Regions from separate parts of the Mus musculus genome. Here region 1 is linked to region 2. The links are chromatin contacts, called in public targeted proximity ligation maps. All regions are on one chromosome and are shown on one strand. The core of a region is the stretch at or near the end of the contact, and the rest is flanking DNA. Distances in the headings are between cores, read along the strand shown.

The links.
Region 1: a targeted proximity ligation map of kidney shows a contact between it and region 2, with 6 times the contacts expected there. A contact is called at or near these places in 2 of 39 promoter capture datasets (both in liver), 117 of 484 Hi-C or Micro-C datasets (the 4T1 cell line, the AML12 cell line, B cells and 56 more), 14 of 130 datasets of targeted methods (the NIH/3T3 cell line, astrocytes, a beta-TC-6 cell line and 9 more) and 1 of 9 other capture datasets (embryonic stem cells).

The regions. Positions count from the first base shown.
Region 1 is chr19:28,519,725-28,522,424 of GRCm38.p6, reverse strand. All of the region lies in intron 4 of Glis3 (GLIS family zinc finger 3), which reads left to right. Among named protein-coding and RNA genes, the nearest start is that of Gm35866, 160 kb to the right of the region's middle.
Region 2 is chr19:28,164,847-28,167,546 of GRCm38.p6, reverse strand. No RefSeq gene overlaps it. Among named protein-coding and RNA genes, the nearest start is that of Rfx3, 160 kb to the right of the region's middle.

The DNA of each region.
Region 1 (2,700 bases), core at 190-2,689, 350 kb before region 2:
ACTTCACATTTAACTAACTGTGGGCAGTCAGGTAGCCTTTTCCTGTATGAATACTCTGGAGCCTAAATAGCTATCATTAGTCACATAGACTTGGATGAGAAAGTGGAGTGACACCTGTCTGCCTGCCTGCCCTTATCTGATGGCACAGAGTTTATATTTTATTTCCTTGGGTCAGAAACATGCATGTCAGTAGGAAGAACAGCTAATTCTTTAGGAGAATTTTAAGGACATTTTAAAAGATGATGAACTTGAGAAATGACTTAGAAGCTCTAAAATAAGACTGCGCAGTGGGCTGAATAATGGGTCTTGGTCCTATTTCATTGGAATATTGTTGTAGGCCAGGGTATGGAAACCCTGCTTCATGTAGCATCGGTACTGACAATGTGAACTCCAGGACTATTCCTTTTCTTATCTGATCATTGAATGCACAGTATGAAGTATACCATACCCTGGAAGTCAGATAAATACACGAGATATTCTCTTCTAGAATTCACAGTGTAGGGATGACCCACAAGTATATGTCAAATACAAAGCAGGAGGCCGTGAATGAAACGTCCCTTGGCAAGCTGGGAGAGGTTTCCAGCTCTGCATATAGAGACCCGACTGCCTTTTAAAGGGAGGCTGCCATCTTGAAAGGAGAGTCAATCTCCTGTAGAGAAAGAAAGGAGGTCATTTGATTGGAGCTACTACAATGTCCCATTAGAAGAAATGACCCTTCAAAAGTTGCATAGATCTAGATACTGGGTCAGAGTGGAGTGGAAGGATGTAAGGTCCCCCGCCAAAGGACATCTGGTGTCCAATCAGGACATTACTAAAATTTGGACAGTTACAAGCCCAGTTAGTATAAATGGAAATCTAGTTAATAAAAGCCAAACCCGTAGGCACTACCTTCACTGGGGAAGCAGCACTAGTTTGGTGCATGGGAAACGAACCATTGATTGACTCCAGCCATTTCCACTGTCTCTTAGGTTTACAGTTTAATTCTTTACTACAGTGAGCCTATGGGCTGGGTAAATGGCTCAGTTGGCAGAGCACTTTCTAGACAAATTTGAGGGGCTAGTGGAGATCCGAGTACTCATATAAACTCCTGGGTGTGGTGGTGTAGTTCTCTAATCTAGGCACCCAGGGGAAAAGACACAGAGGGATTCCTGCAGCTCGACCTGATGTCTAGATTCAGTGAGCAAGACCCTCTTTTATAAATAAGAGAGAACTGAGGAAGACGTGGTATGTCTAAGCCTGGCCTGTACATGCACACGCACAAATGTGCACAGCACACCACCTTTCTGTGTGTATGTGTACACACACAGTGTATCTGTTGGTGAGACACACATTGTTTTTCCTTGCCGTGTGAGCAGCTGGCGAGCCACCTAAGCGAGGACAAGCCAAAGCTTTCCTGCTGTGGACTTTAAAGATAAACAATTAAAGATCTGGGTAGGCCCAGAGAAGGAGAGCAGGACTGTTTGATCAATTATGTAAAATGATTAACATGTGGACAGAGGCCATGTCCATTATCCTGTGCACGAGTAGCTTTCCTTTAGTTAAATATTTCCTTTAATAATCTGTAAAGAGACTGAAGCACTGTTAAACAAAGCTGGGGCCTGGTGCTCACTGTGCTGAGCGCAGCAGCCTCAGCCTTTTCCAGATACTGCTGAGGTTCATTTTGGGTGGTTTGCCCCCAGCTCACACTGATTAATAGGGAATAGAGCTAAACGCTTAAGATGTTTAGTGGGAAGGAAAAAAAGTCAATCAATTATTCTCGATATGACTCTCTTTTCCTAGTGAGCCTTTCAGGCCCCAGGACTGAGGTTGGCCCCAGCCTTCTGTAGATGTCTTCCTGGGGCTGCACTGGCTGCATTTTCATCCTTGGTTGGGTTACCCAAGGCCAGGCCATTTTCCTATGGCGGGTCGCAGGCATTAGATTGGCAGTGTTTCCTGTGGGTCCTGGATTTTTACTCTTAAATGTAAGGGCAGCTTCTCAGACTTACCATTCAGAACAATTTCTGTGTTTTAGAAGGTTTCATTGATGGCATTTCTCTGGGAACCCAGACTGCTGAGTGTGCCCTCTGGAAGAAGCGCTACTATGCTGAGTTCTCCTTGGCCACGCCCTCTTCAGGCCATTCCCAGTCAGTGTGTAATAAAAGGTTAGATGATACTAACAAGACTGGAGTTTGAGGGAAGTTATGGAGAAGGGGAAATGGAGGACTCCGCTGTATAAAAACATCGAAAGTAGGAGTGTGTTCCCAATTTCATGCAGGGTGGCTCCTTCTGAGGGAGGCTCTGAGCCATTTTGAGGCCCTCCTAACTGGCCCTGTGTTTGCCCTCTGCACAAAGTAGGGGCTTACTTCAGGGAATCATGGCAAGATACATCCATGCATAGAACAGCCAGTGTCTGAGAAAAGTTTCAGAGTGTTGGCCTTCCCAGAGGGAACTGAGTTTTGACAAGGAAGGAAGGACACACTAAACCTCTCCCTTCAACCTAAAATTCCTCCAGGGAAATGGAGGGGAAAGAAAATGATTTTGCTGTGAACTGTTAGGTTAATTTAATCCTCACAGCACTCCTTAAAAATAACCGGTGGGTCTTGAGACTCGGAATATGTTCTTCTACTACATACCCATTCACTGTGTACACTAGGTCCTGCCATAGTTCAATAATTAATATGTAACAGACCTTAACACACACAGACATACACACACACCATA
Region 2 (2,700 bases), core at 82-2,581:
TTCTCCTGTGGACACACCCACACACTCATGTGTTCTGTCGTTTTACAGCATCGATGACAAAACTGTCAAGCGGGAATGGGCATCTCGGTGCCTGGCTTTCTGCAGAGGACTGCAAGCTAAATGCATCAATTGCATGGTTAGTTCTACTCAACTTTCTTTCCATTCTGTGTCTCGCTTTAATACAACATAGCCTCAGATTGTAAGGTTTTTTTCCATCTCATTTGAGAAGAGGATTAAGTGTACAGGCCATTTTTGCCTGCAACCGACTTAAAGAACTTACCTTGTGTTCAGAAAGCATGGCATGAAGGGACTGAGTTATATTTTGGAAGTCACTGTCAACTGTTACATGCTAAAACCAGGTAATTTGAGTGTTCCAATATTGCATCTTAAGTGTAGTGTAAAGGAATACAGATAAACACCCCCATTTCCATACTGCGGTTGCCCTTCGTCCTTCAGGGAAGGAGGAGGGTCTGGGTCCTTAGGAGCTGTGCAGCCCTGGGAAGCATCTAGAAGAATCTCTTCCTCGTGGTTGAAGGACATTTCACCTTTGAGCTTTCCGGAGTTGTAATTTAGTCTGTTCAGAGGAGTGGATAAGAAAGAATCAAACTGCCCACAATAGGCCCATTCTCGACACATTCAGGAGGTACTTTAAGGAAAGCCGAGGTTAAGCACTTTATACTGCTCGAAGGGCAATGTTCCCTCCAGACACAACCGGCATCACCAAGACCTATGAGACCTTGCCCTTCAGGTCAGTTCCAAAGATCATCATTGAAAACATGTTCTCCATTCTTTACTATTTAATGGGGCCAACCTGGGCAAATAATGTTGGCCTGTTCTCCCATGGGCCTGCTCAGACCTCAGATCCCAGGCCCCGAGGGAGTGATTGAAATCTTAAGAGATGGAGTCACAACTCACTTGCAGTCTGGAAAACAATAGCGAAACCAGCCTTTTGCTTCCTAACTTTGAAACATGCTAACTGATTTTTTTAAATTAAAAATAAATAAATAATAAATAATTGAAAATCGAATTTGATGGCATGTTGTCTCTGTGACGAACAAGTTGGTTTAGTTATAAGAGGTATTTCCATTCATGTGTCTAGTGGATGTGCTACCTGTAATGTGTTGGTAAAGATCTAGAGAGAACAATAATTGAATGCTCTGTAATAGGGGTGAGGGGGGCTGGAGTGCTGGCAGGAGCGGGGGTGAGCAGTAATATGTATGTCCCTGTGAGCAATGCTGAGCCATTCCGGAGTTCTTAAGTACACAGTGTACATGTGTCAACAAGTAGACAAAGAAAAACCCAGACCTTTGATGACCCCTGGTGAATAAACTTAGCACTGCATTGCGGCGATGCAGCCGGAGCCACGGGTTTCAGCTCAGTAGCCCCTGCCTGCTTCTGCTCTCCAGAAACCAGAGGGTATTTTCCCTGAGTGCCTGCTTCATTTGTACTGCAGACTGCATTACTTACAGACTTCAGGCATCTGTATCCCTCTAAACAAACCTCACTTCGGTGCTCTCTGTCAGTGGAGATGAAACGTGTGTGTGTGCGCGCGCACTCTTTCCTATGTGCTCGGTAGTGACTTCTCAGCATGCGCGGTGTTATTTATAGGATGCGAGAGAACTCAGTGGCCTCCCTACAGCCAGATTTCTCAGTCGCTTTCACATTACATGTGTGTCTGTTGTTGTTCGGAGGGAGTCGTGAACAGTCAGTCATCCTTGTTCAGTAACCCAAATTAAAGTTAGGATTTGGATGTGGCCTCTTGTCTGTTCCTCCCAAGTGCCAGCTGAAAGAGCTCTTTCTTTTTTCTGCAGTTACGTCTTGTTTTTTTTTTTTTTCTAAACAGCTATATGTGACCAGCGTGGGGTTACTTGTGAGCCAAAAAACAGTCTGCATTTTGTCAGCTTGCAGGAGATGAAGTTTGTTACCCGAAGGAGGGTGGAAGGAGAATGCGTGCATTTTCACTGTATGCTCCAGGCATCCAATTAGACAAGGGATGACGCCCAAATGCTTATTTGTCACCCAGAATGACATTTACCTGGTGGCTTAAAATGGAGTGTAGAACTCCCCGTTTATACACTATCTTAGCTGTTGCTGTCCACCATAATTACCGGTGTTTATGGTTTTGAATCTAGGATTAGAATTTTTTTTTTTCGGGATAGCATTCTCGGTGTAGTGCCTCCACTTAGATGAATTTAGATGAGCTTTTAAAACTCTCTCTCTATTCTCATTGTTGCGCTGATGGACCTTTTTTGTTCTGTCTTTCTTTCCTCCATTTTAATTACCACAAACGAAAGAATGCTTTGCTCGCGAATAAAACTAGCTTAACTTTTAAAAATCAAAACAAACAAACAAACAAACAAAAACCCCACAACGCTCCCGAGACTAGAATAAGCACGGGCTGACACAGAAGGGGGCTCTCATTTTCTTGTCTGATTTTCAGCAGAGCTGGGAAAAGTTGCTTTCACCCAGGTGAGATCCAGGAAGCTGCAGCCTGAGATTTTAGCCAACCTGACAGGGGTTCATGAGTTCAAAGACTGAGTCGTTGAAGTTGCCTTCTTCAGTCCCCATAGCACCCAAAGCCTAGAACTAGGCGGGCAATGGTTCCAATACAGAATAGCCGAGCATGCACCTGTCGCGTTCTGGTCCAGACTGCGGTCATCCCTGTCTCTGCCTCCCTCAAGCATGTTGAACAGGTGCATC